Regions from separate parts of the Sus scrofa genome. Here region 2 is linked to region 1. A link is a contact called in public HiChIP or PLAC-seq data. All regions are on one chromosome and are shown on one strand. The core of a region is the stretch at or near the end of the contact, and the rest is flanking DNA. Distances in the headings are between cores, read along the strand shown.

Region 1 (6,439 bases), core at 1,346-3,845:
ACTTAATTGACCGAAACTGGGCCCAGGTAACAGAAGTTTTAAAAGTTCTCCAGGTGATTCTAATATGCAACCAAGGCTGAGAACGACTTGTGTAGAATGTGGAAAAAACTCTCCCTTCTACCTTGATCCATTGGCCCTCAGTTCTCCTGCAAGATACAGCCACAGTTGCCTGGCTGTCAAGAATCCATGTGATGTAGATAATTACCCTGCCTTTAAAAAGTATCTAGGACACTTATATATATATATCTATTCCCTGCACATGAATGTGATATAGTGATTAAGAGCAAGGGCTCTGAAATTCAGACTACCAGGATTTAAATCTTAGTTCTTCCAAGCGGTAGCTAGAAGTTGAACAACAGATTTAATTTCTCTCTGCCTGTTTTCTCATCTATAATGTGTGAGTGAGTGCCTATCTCTGGGGTCTTTAGAAGATTAAATGAGAAACTCCATTTTAAATGGCTCAATAGGAGTTCCTGTCGTGGTGCAGCAGAAACGAATCTGACTAGGAACCATGAGGTTGCGGGTTTGATCCTTGGCCTCGCTTAGTGGGTTAAGGATCCGGCATTGCCCTGAGCTGTTGTGTAGGCCGCAGACATGGCTCCGGTCCCGAGTTGCTGTGGCTCTGGCGTAGGCTGGCGGCTGTAGCTCTGATCAGACTCCTAGCCCGGGAACCTCCATGTGCCACGAGTGCGGCCCTGGAAAAGACAAAAATAAATAAATAAATAAATAAACTGCTCAATAAATGGTAACTGTTACAACTTGCTTCACTTTTCTGCATCTAGCAATTTTCTCATATTTTACAGATAATTTTTATCAGTACCTATAAACATACTCCTTTTAACAACTGCATGGTAATTCACTGTAGGATGTATAATTTAACCAGCGCCTATTGACAGACATTTAGGTCAGTCCTAGTCTTTAGCTACCACAAACAACTGTGCGGTGAACATCTCCTTACACAGATATTTGTTCATGTGTTTGAGTACCCTATATTTTTAGGGAAAATGTCTAGAAGAATTTCTGTTTAAAATTTTGATAGAGTGCCAAATTGCCTTCCAGAAAGTATAAACTAGTGTATACTTCCACTAAGAATGTATGAGGATGCCTATTACCCTAAACCAAATATGTTATCAAATTTGTGGATATCTGCCAATTTCCTACAATTTCGTGGGTTTTCTTGATAGTTTTAGTGTGCATATCTTTTTTTTTTTTTTTTCGGGACAAATGTGTGGCATATGAAAGTTCCCAGGCTAGGGGCTACACCGGAGCTTCAGTTGCCGGCCCAAGCCACAGCCACAGCAACTCCGAATCCAAGATGCATCTGTGACCTATGGCACATCTCAAGGCAACTCTGCTTCCTTAACCTGCTGAGCAAGGCCAGGGATCAAACCCGAATCCTCATGAATACTAGTCAGGTTCTTAACCCTCTGAGCTACAAAAGGAACTCCCAGTATACATACCTTTTTTTTTTTTTGGTCTTTTCTTGGGCTGCACCTGGGGCGTATGGAGGTTCCCAGACTAGGGGTCAAATCGGAGCTGTAGTGGCCAGTCCACGCCAGAACCACTGCAACACGGGATCTGAGCCACATCTTCGATCTACACCACAGCCCATGGCAATGCCAGATCCTTAACCCACTGGGTGAGGCCAGGGATCGAACCCACAACCTCATGGTTCCTAGTCGGATTCGCTAACCACTGCACCACTATGGGAACTCTGCATATCTTTTATTAAATAGGAGATTCATAACCTTTTCTAGAATTTGGGGAGATGTTTGTAAATAAACACAATACAAAAGTATTGTGACAAAGATTTTTCTACAGTCCCCTGGGTTAGGAAGAGAGCCAGATAAGTCTCCACAGAAGAGTTGGCATTCCAGCAAGCCCTTGAAGGATGAGTGGGAATTCTGCCATGGAGTGCTTTGATCATAAACCAGATGTTCAACAACTGTATGTTGATGTAATTGGCAACATTAGGGAATTTGCAGAATGCATTTTCTAGATGGCTGAGGGGATTTCGGGCCACATATGGCAAAACACTGATGCACAAATTCCAATAAATGACTAAGCAAACCGCTGCAGACAGTGAGAAGGGCCAGGACCTGGAGGACCAAGCAGTGGCTTTATGATGAACAGCTGGTTTCTTACACTTCCTGGATGTTGAGTGACATCTAATGGCCAAATAGGAAAAAGAAGTCAGTATTTTCAGTATTTTATTTTCAAGGAAAAATCCCTTGAAGAAACATAAGTGCTAGGAAGGGAGTAGGCACAAGTAGTTGTAGGAGTCCTGATAAAGGACCATAGATAAAGAGGGAAACTTAGGGGACATTGGGAGATCACTGTAAGTTAATAACAGCGCAAGAAAGCCATCAGCACAAGGCAGGCTTGCCTGACTAGTGGAGGATGAGAATTGCCTCAGGTCTTTGGGTGGGGGGATGGAAGGAGGCCTGCATTCAGAGTCAGACCAAGGGCAGGAGTTTGAGGACTCACTTTCGGCTGATTTGAATACACATCTTACCGGACACCAAGGAAGAGCTATGCTCCCAGAAAAGACGAGGCAGGCTTTTCCAACCCCCACACCCCTTGGAGAATAAATCTGTGGCCCCTCCCCCACCCGGATGCTCCAGGCAGAGCTTCCGTGGCTACCCGCTTGCACATCTCACAAGCATCCTCTTAAAAAATTTACTTCTTGCCTATCACTTTGTCTCTCACTGAATTCCTTCTCCGCAGAGACATGAAGAACCTGAACCTCAGTGAGTCCAGACACAGGGTGAGTGATTCTAATTTAAAACCATGGGTTTAAGTCCCAATCTGGCTTCAGGCTGTGTTCGAGTCCCAGCATGTGGGTTCAAGTCCCTATCTGTGTTCTGGCTAGGTTCAGGCCATTAGTGCTGTCAGTTTCATAAGCACAATGAAAAAAGAAAGTTTACCCCTAGACTTATGGAAAGACAATCTTATTTTTTTCCCCTGTGAACAGAGCGGGAAGATTGAATAAAAAATTAATTCGTTCTATGTGGTGCACTGAATGATAAAGGGAAAAAAATATTAGAATTGGAAGAAATCTTAGGCCAGAATTCCAGCTCTTCATTTTATCAATGAGGAAATTTACTTCCTGAGAGAAATAATTTGCCCAAAGCTACATAGCTGGCGAGGAGTTCCCCTCCTGGTGCAGTGGGAAGGAATCTGGCTGGGAACCATGAGGTTGAGGGTTCGATCCCTGGCCTCAATCAGTGGGTTAAGGATCTGGTGTTGCTGTGAGCTGTGGTGTAGGTTGCAGATGTAGCTCGGATCCTGTGTTGCTGTGGCTGTGATGTAGGCTGGCAGCTGTAGCTCTGATTTGACCCCTAGCCTGGAAACCTCCATATGCCACAGGAGCAGCCCAAGAAATGACAAAAAGACAAAAAAAAAGAAAGAAAAAAAAGAAGACGTTCTCTAATCCTCACAGAAATCCTATAATACAAATTCTTTTTTTTTTTTTTCCGTCTTTTTAGGACCACACCGGTATCATATGGAGGTTCCCAGGCTAGGGGTCTCATTGAAGGCTACAGCTGCCGGCCTACACCACAGCCACAGCAACGCTAGATCCGAGCTGCATTTGCAACCTACACCACAGCTCAAAGCAACGCCAGATCCTTAATCCAAGAGCAAGGCCAGGGATCAAACCCAAAACCTCATGGTTCCTAGTCGGATTCGTTTCCACTGAGCCACAACGGGAGCTCCCTTTAATACAAATTCTTTATCCTAATTTATAGATAAGAAAATTGAGAAACAGAGAGGCTTTTTAAAAGATTTTTTGTAGGAGTTCCCGTTGTGGCTAGGAACCATGAGGTTGCAGGTTCGATCCCTGGCCTCTCTCAGTGGGTTAAGGATCTGGGGTTGCTGTGAGCTGTGGTGTAGGTCGTAGATGTGGCTCGGATCTGGCATTGCTGTGGCTCTGGCATAGGCTGGCAGCTACAGCTCCATTTAGACCCCTAGCCTGGGAACCTCCATGTGCTGCAAGTGTGGCCCTCAAAAGACCAAAAAAAAAAAAAAAAAAAAAGAAAAAAATCTAATTTTATTTTTTAAATTTTTTATTACAGTATAGTTGATTTACAATGTTCTATCAATTTCTGCTGTATAGCAAAGTGATCCAGTCATACACATACATGCATTATTTTTCTCATATTATCCTCCATTATGTTCTATCCCAAGAGACTGAATATAATTCCCTGTGCTATTCAGCAGGACTTCATTGCATATTCATTCTAAACATAATAGTTTGCATCTACTAACCCCAAACTCCCAGTCCATCCCATCCCCTCCTCCTCAGCAACCACAGATTTTTTAGACTTTTAAGAAAGTCTTTTTTTTTTTTTTTTTTGGTCTTTTTAGGGCCACACCCACAGCATATGGAGGTTTCCAGGCTAGGGGTCAAATGGGCCTACACCACAGCCACAGCCACAGCCACAGCAATGCTGGGTACTTAACCCACCCATCAAGGCCAGGGATCAAACCTGTGTCCCTATGGATACTGGGGTTCGTTAACCGCTGAGCCATGACTAGAACTCCAAGAGGGGTTTTTTTGTTTGTTTGTTTTTTGTTTTCTAAAGACCTTTAAGAGAGGCTTTTTAACTTGCCCAAGTTTACACAGATGGTTAAGTGTGTCCTTGTCTGTGTATTTTAACAAAAAGAAAAAATCAGGGAAATTTAACCTAGTCAGGAGATTCAGGCTGTATGTAAAAAAGAAACGTAATTATTATCCATTGAATACACGTCTCGTTCAGAACTCTGCCAAGCTTCTGATCCATAAATGCCTCAGACCAATGCCATCTGCATGTCCAATAGGCACCTCAAATTCAACACATCCAGAGTCCCTGCCATGGCACAATAGTGTGGGTGGGCATCTCTACAACACTAGGATGCAGGTTCTATCCCCAGCCCAGTGCAGTGGGTTAAGGCATAGTTACAGCTGTGGCATAGTTCGCATGGCAGCTGGGATAGGAACTCTTCATGCTACAGGGCAGCCAAAAAAAAAAAGAAAAAGCAAATCAGCAGGTCCAACATCAAAGTCTTCCCTTCCCTTAGGCTATTCTTCCTATGTTTTTTTAATCTCAGTAAATACACCACTATTCACTAAGTTACCCAGGCCATCAATTTTACCCAACATTGATTTTGGACAATGAGTGTAAAAGTCAACATACAAAAAAGGCAAATAAAAGCTTTGTATTGGTATAAAAACATTTTTGATCTTGCAAAGCTCCTGGAAATTCTCAGATGTCACACAGGTTCAGAAACTACACTTTGAAAACTGCTCTTCTGACTGTGAAATCTTCTGTTAGTGGTGGACGTTGCAAATGTCTTTCTTTTCCAGTCTATCATTTTCTCCAGTACATTCATTAAACAAGTAACATCCTGGGAGTTCTCTGGTGGTGCAGCAGGTTAAATATATGGAGTTGTCGCTGCTTTGGCTTGAGTTTGATCCCTGGAGGCCAAAACCAAAAACAAACACACACAAAGAACAAATGATATCCTAATGTCCCCCCAGATCAATTTGCATTAGAATCACTTTAGGTGAAACAAATGCAAGTTCCCAGATACCCCACCCCATCTCTGCACCAAATGTACTTAATCAGAATGTGGAGAGGGGGTGATTTGCATTTTGAACAAGCTATGTGGGTGATTCTTAAGCATTCTGGTCCATCACTTCTAAAATCAGTCCTTTTAGAAATGCCTTTTTTTTTTTTTTTTTTTTTTTTGCCTTTTGTCTTTTTAGGGCTGCACCCATGGCATATGGAGGTTCCCAGGCTAGGGGTCTAATTGGAGCTGTAGCCATTGGTCTACGCCAGAGCCCCAACAACTCCAAATCCGAGCCGCCTCTGCGACCTACACCACAGCTCACGGCAACGTTGGAGCCTCAACCTACTGAGGGAGTCCAGGGATCAAACCTGCAAACTCATGGTTCCTAGTCGGATTTGTTAACCACTGAGCCACAATGGAAACTCCAGAAATGCCTATTTTTAAAGCATCTATGAAATCATGTTTTTTTCTTTGCCCAAGTTAAGTGGCTTTATTATTATTATTATTATTATTATTTTTGTCTTTTGTCTTTTTAGGGCCACACCCATGGCATGTGGAGGTTCCCAGGCTAGGGGTCTAATCGGAGCTACAGCTGCCGGCCTATGCCAGAGCCACAGCAATGCCATAATGGCGCCTCATCTGCAACTTACACCACAGCTCACAGCCAACGCCGGATCCTTAACCTGCTGAGTGAGGCCAGGGATCAAACCTGCAACCTCATGATTCCTAGTCTGATTGTTTCTGCTGTGCCAAGACAGGAACTCCTTAAGTGGCTTTATTAAAGAACTTTAGGATTACAAAGGGCTTAAGAGTTGGCACTGGAGTCCTTCTAGACAAAGGTGAGCAAAATATTGATGAAACACTGGAGGTACTGTACCTGGCTAGA
Region 2 (6,368 bases), core at 3,537-6,036, 38 kb before region 1:
CATATACACAGAGCCCCAGGCCAACACCAAGGCAGAGGTTTCAGTTTTCTGTCCTACTGGATGTGCTCTCAGATACTAAGTGAGAAAAGACTCTATTTTATCTACCACCTCTGCATTTATCCAGTACCACATAGGAATTAGTTATTTGAGAAGGCAATTTCACCTACACAGATGAAGCCACAAATTAATAGAGATCAAACTGCAGGGATTATAGCCCAAAGGTGAATAGTTGACCTCTGCTTAAGACATAACCTGACAACAATTCAAGATGTACAGGAGTGGTCATAACTTTTTCAAAAATATATCCCAGGTTGGTTGAGGGAACAAATGTTTATAGTGTGCAGAGCCTATATTAAACACATACAACTTAATAACATAAGGTGGCAAGCCTCAGCACTCTTGTCTGGAGCTCACCTGGTTTGTTGGCTGATTCAGAATAGGCAGCTTCTCCTCAATTCTGTCTAGTCCCTTACAGGCGTAAGTGTTGGCAATGGCAACTAGAAGAATCACAAATGGTAACCATGTTAACAGTTCAGAGGCAAGAATGAATACATATCTTGAATTTTTATTCTTACTATTAAACAAACAAACAGGAGTTTCCACTGTGGCATAATGGGATTGGCCGCATCTCTGCAGGATGAAGGTTAGATACCTGGCTTGGCACAGTGGGTTAAAGAATCTGGTGTTGCTGCAGCTTTGGTATGGGTCGCTCAAATGTGGCTGGGATCTGACCCCTGGCCCAGGAATTCTGTAGGCCATGGAGTGGCCAAAAAAAAAAACCCCTAACAAAAATGTTTTCCAATTACCACACAACGCTTTACCTGGTTTCTCTAATTTAGAAATAAGATTCTTAGCAGGTGTCTTCTGGAAACTTTCTTCTACTGACAGGGAAATAAGGATGTGTGGGGAAACAGCAAGCAGAGGCAATGACAGGCCAAGAAGGAAGCTGGCCACAAAGCTTCTTCCTTATCAACTGCCCCCTAAGGTTGACGCCAAGAGAAGCCAGGCTTCCCCTGAACCCTCATTCAGAGAATTAGGTATCTCAAAACTCTCAAAATTGGCATTTCCAAGCTAGTTTAATTGCTACCAACACTTAATTCAGTAGGTGGCAGTGTTATTTTAGGTTAACACTGGGAAATAGTAACCTGGATCTCACTAACAAGACCCAGATTTTAGTTCAAGCTCCCTCTCCCCCTCCAAGGATGACCAATCCTAACACTAGTACTAAACCCATTTGGGAAGTGGCAGAGTTGAAAAACTGATTCCTAAAAGGTTCCTTATAATCTTAAAAGTCCATGACATAACCATTTTGAGGGAAAGGTTTTAATTTTATTTTAAAGTTTTATTTTTGCTTTTTAAGGCCACATCCACAGCATATGGAAGTTCCCAGGCTAGGGGTGGAATCAGAGCTGCAGCTGCCAGCCTACACCACAGGCATAGCAACTCCAGATCCGAGCCCAATCTGCAACCTACACCACAGCTCATGGCAACACTGGATCCTTAACCTACTGAGCTAGGCCAGGGATCGAACCCACATCCTCATGGATGCTAGTTGGGATCGTTACTGCTCAGCCACAACAGGAACTTTCTTAGGGGGTGATTTTAAACTTTTATTGAAAAGCAGTTTATAATGTGGATAAATTGTAAATTCCACTCCTAAGTGTATATATACCCAAAAGAATTGAGAACACATGGACACACAAAAACTTGTAAGTGTTCACAGTTGCATTCATTATTCATAATAGGCAAAAAGAAACAAACCAAACATCCAACAACTGATCAATGAATAAAATGTGACATATCCACACAATAGAATGTTATTCCATATTAAGAAGGAATGTAATACTGAAATGCTACAATTTAGATACACCTTGAAACCTTATGCTAAGTGAAAACAAGCCAGTCAGGAAAGACCATGTATTTTGATTCTGTTTATATTAAATGGCCAGAGTATGCAAATCTATAAACAGAAAGTAGATTAGTAGCTGCCTTAAGGAAGGTGAGGGGGATGGGGAGTGACTGCAAATGAGCATATGGTTTCTTTCTTTTTAAAAAAAATTGTAGTAAAATATACATTTAAAAACTTCACCATTTTAACTATTTTTTTTTTCTCTTTGGCTGTGCCCCACAGCATAGAGAAGTTCCCTGGGCCAGGGAAACCATGCCACAGCAGTGACCTGAGCCTCAGCAGTAGCAAAGCTGGATCCTTAACACACTGCACCAACCAGAAAACTCCCCTATTAACTATTTTTAAGTGTACAATTCACTAGCATTAAATTCATTCACAATATTGGGGAACAATTACCACCATCATTTCTAGGACTTTTTCATCAAACCAAACAGAAATTCATGAGGTTTCTCTCTAGGGTTATGAAAATGTTCTCAAATTGATCATAGTAATGTCCACATAACTCTGCATGTATTAATAACCACTGAATTATATACTTTAAGTGGGTGAATTATATGTTGTTATTTATTTATTTTAAACAGTTCATGTATACTGTGTAGTCCCAAGAAAGTTAGCTCTTTCTCTGGGTTCCCTTGTTATCTCAGTTCCCAATGTAGAAGCATCTCTGGGGGATTTTTTTTTTTTTTTTTTTAGTATCATAGCATCTGCCATTGCTATGAAGCGGCAATGAGGGTTCCATAACATTGTGGAAGCTTCCATAACACTGAGGGTTCATCTGGCAGTTTTTCCAGTAAAGGACACATGTACTTCAGAAAAGGCTGAGGATTCCCTAGCATAGCTATTGTGTGCTTAGGGCCCAACACAGACATTTATAATATTCAGGCCAGCTTCAGGCTCACTCCTGAATACCTGGGACTAAATTGTGAGGGGAAATGGGAACTTACTCTGAGGCTCTAGCTTCTGGATGATAGGGAGAGCACCGGACATGGCCACGGAGGTGATGGTCTTGACGCCCTTCTCTGCCATCTCACACAGAGACTTCAAGTAGGGATACTGATCCTTTGTACTGATATAAGCCGAGGAGACAAGGTCATACGTGGAGCTCACCAAGGGTAGGTTGGCCACCCTTGTCACCACACTCTGCAACCAAGGGGGAGAGAGGTGTTAACTTCCAAAACACACGGGGGAGGTAACGGAATCAAGAAACAGCTATTTAAAAATCCTACCGGTTGTGATTCAACAGCAACGGATGCCATGTTTCTTCCTGGAGTAAGAAATCTGTGGAAGAGAAATTTATTTCAGGACATTGTAATAAGACTCTCCCCGAAGTTCCCGTCGTGGCGCAGTGGTTAACGAATCCGACTAGGAACCATGAGGTTGCGGGTTCGGTCCCTGCCCTTGCTCAGTGGGTTAACGATCCGGCGTTGCCGTGAGCTGTGGTGTAGGTTGCAGACGCGGCTCGGATCCCGCGTTGCTGTGGCTCTAGCGTAGGCCGGTGGCTACAGCTCTGATTCAACCCCTAGCCTGGGAACCTCCATATGCCCGCGGGAGCGGCCCAAGAAATAGCAACAACAACAACAACAAAAAAGACAAAAAAAAAAAAAAGACTCTCCCAAATTCCACCCCCAACCAAAGCAAAAGCTAGTTTCAAGCAAAGGAAGGAGAACAGAGATGAAGTTAAGGGTAGCTGGCACTTCTTCCCACCCTCTGACTCTCAGAACTCTCCCCTGGGTAAATACATTCCCAGATGCTTCGGAGCTCACGTGTATAATTCACCCACTTAAAGTGTACAATTCAATATTTTCCCCACCAGGACATTTGAGATGCCTTTGGAAGAGAACTATCTGTGGGCAAAAATGCTAACCAAGTAAAAATCCATGTTAAGGAGTTCCCATCGTGGCTCAGTGGTTAACGAATCCGACTAGGAACGATGAGGTTGCGGGTTCAATCCCTAGCCTCGCTCAGTGGGTTAGGATCCGGCCTTGCCATGAGCTGTGGTGTAGGTTGCAGACACTGCTCGGATCCGGAGTTGCTGTAGCTCGGGCGCAGGCTGGCGGCTGTAGCTCCAATTAGACCCCTAGCCTGGGAACCTCCCTGTGCCGCGGGTGCGGCCCTAGAAAAAGACCCCAAAAAAAAAAAAAAAAATCCATGTTAAAACTAAAGCTGCCTTTCAAGTAGAAGACGTCTTGGATAGTCAAGACGATCAAGAAGAAGCACTTTGAGGGGAATTTATTCTTTGTCAAAGGGCTGAAACTAGTTCAAAGGACATTAAGCACAGGAGAAACGGAGTGCTCCGAAGAACAGAAAAAATTTTCAGGACGCTTTTAAATGTCAACTTATTGTCCCCAACGACCCACAGCCACACCAAACAGCCCTACAGCTGAGCAGCAGAACTGGGAAGGAAGGAACCCGAACACCCTCTGTCCATCACTTCCAGGCCAGTAAGTTCACACTGCCGCCAAGAGTGTGTTTTACATGAAACAAGAACCACGCTGAAGGCCAGTATCAATAGGCCGGCATGTCACTGCGTACCCCCAGAAAATTCTGGCTTAAGACGATTTTCTCCCGCGTTTCCTTTTAATAATGTCCTTTCGGAACAAATGGAAACTGTTAACCCGCAACCAAGCCAAGAAGCTACAACCGCACTATAGCAGCGGCCAGAAAAGAAGCCTCAACCATCAAAAGCGAGGGTGGAAAGCGCAAGCCCAGGAGACCGCCCCTTCCCAGCCGGGGCCGGAAACCGCCGTGAGGCCGCGAGAGACCAGCCTGAAGCCCGCCGGCGCCGAGCAGCCAGGAGAAACCACAGAAAGAGGCGCACACCCACCGACCAGCAGCAAATTAGAGTCGAGAGCCCGGGAAATCAGCGCGGCAGTCAACAGAGCTGGGCCCTACAGCGCCTGGCTTTATAACCCGCCCCGCACCACGTGACCCGAGGCCTCTTGAAATCCGAGACCTTAGAGGCAGCTGCGCGCCTTTGGCGGGGGCGGGGTCTGTCCTGCGTTGGCGGGGGCCCTGCCTAAGTCAGGAGAGCTGAGGGGCCCAGCGCCCGGCAAAAATGCGCCAGCGCCTACGCAGGCGTAGTTGCTTTGCAAAAGGCGGTGGAGGAGTGTTGGGGACAGCCTGTAACTAAACTGTTGATTTCTATCAGTCCTCGGAGTAGAACTGTCTTTAAAAATGGTAACGGTGGCGTCTAGACTGTTACTTATAGCAAGGAAATAAGTCCTACAGTTTTGTGAAATTCCAACCCAGGAAGGATCTGTAGAGATTGCGGTTTTGCTGCTCTTTAGACTTTAAAATCAGTTCCTGGAGTTCCCGTCGTGGTGCAGTGGTTAACGAATCCGACTAGGAACCATGAGGTTGCGGGTTCGGTCCCTGCCCCTTGCTCAGTGGGTTAACGATCCGGCGTTGCCGTGAGCTGTGGTGTAGGTCGCAGACACGGCTCGGATCCCGCGTTGCTGTGGCTCTGGCGTAGGCCGGTGGCTACAGCTCCGATTCAACCCCTAGCCTGGGAACCTCCATATGCCGCGGGAGCGGCCCAAGAAATAGCAACAACAACAACAACAAAAAAAAAGACAAAAAATAAATAAATAAATAAATAAAATCAGTTCCTCAAACATCTGCCTAATTTAAAGTTGAATCGGAATTTCCAAAAGTTGTGAGACTACCCTCAGTCTCTTTTGTTTCCTCATCAAGACTAAAATCACCCTGGGGTGATTGCTGCCTATGTTTACTATGCAGGATGACCTCTTTTTTAAAAAGTTGTGGGTTATGCGTTTTCTTTTTAAATAAACAAATCATCAGGAGTTTGCGGGTTCGATCTGGCTTTGCTCAGTGGGTTAAGGATCCCGCGTTGCGGTGAGCTGTGGTGTAGGTCGCAGACGCTGCTCAGACCGTGTTGCTGTGGCTCTGGCTTAGGCCCGGCGGCTACAGCTCCAATTCGACCCCTAGCCTGGGAACCTCCATATGCCGCAGAAGTGGCCCTAGAAATGGCAAAAGGCCAAAAAAAAAAAAAGTTCCCTAGTGGGAGTTCCTGCTGTGGGCCCAACAGGCTCTGCAGCGACTTGCCAGCGCTGAGACATTGGTTGGATTCCTAGCCTGATACAGTGTGTTAAGGACGGGGTGGGAAGGATGTTGCCGCAGCTGCGGCTTGGATCTGATCCCTGGCCAGGGAACTCCATACGTGTCCAAAAAAAAAAAAAAAAAAAAAAAAAAAAATTTCTCTGGTGGCTCAGGAAGTTACGGGTCCCCTGTAGTCCTCCTGCTGTGGCTTGGTCACAGCTGCGGTGTGGGTTTCATACCTGGCCAGGGATCTTTCACATGCCACTGGCATGGCCAAAAATAAGAAACAAAGTCATCATCCTATGAGCCCCAGTTTTTTCTTGTGTAAAAGGCAAGGACTTGAACAAACTTGTATGAGCAAACAAGTTACGCAACCACCCCAAGCAGAAGAGGGTTTGTG

What was found. HiChIP or PLAC-seq counts read pairs in DNA pulled down with a chosen protein or histone mark.
Region 2: a contact with region 1 is called in an H3K27ac HiChIP or PLAC-seq map of alveolar macrophages, with 3 times the contacts expected there. The contact joins the promoter of PLIN2 here to the enhancer-like site in region 1. A contact is called at or near these places in 1 of 5 promoter capture datasets (liver), 18 of 47 Hi-C or Micro-C datasets (adipocytes, alveolar macrophages, embryonic fibroblasts and 11 more) and 2 of 2 datasets of contacts at active chromatin or transcription factors (alveolar macrophages and skeletal muscle).

What each region holds. Positions count from the first base shown.
Region 1 is chr1:203,642,172-203,648,610 of Sscrofa11.1, reverse strand. No RefSeq gene overlaps it. Among named protein-coding and RNA genes, the nearest start is that of PLIN2, 39 kb to the left of the region's middle. Within about 2 kb of position 2,595, at least 13 of the 83 cell types and tissues checked have an H3K27ac peak or open chromatin away from gene starts, as enhancers often do. A contact at or near this core is called in alveolar macrophages and embryonic fibroblasts, where this site is marked.
Region 2 is chr1:203,682,465-203,688,832 of Sscrofa11.1, reverse strand. It overlaps PLIN2 (perilipin 2), which reads right to left and starts at 4,786. Exons shown (of 8, transcript NM_214200.2): 1 at 4,734-4,786; 2 at 3,136-3,187; 3 at 2,854-3,049; 4 at 415-497. The coding sequence starts at 3,165.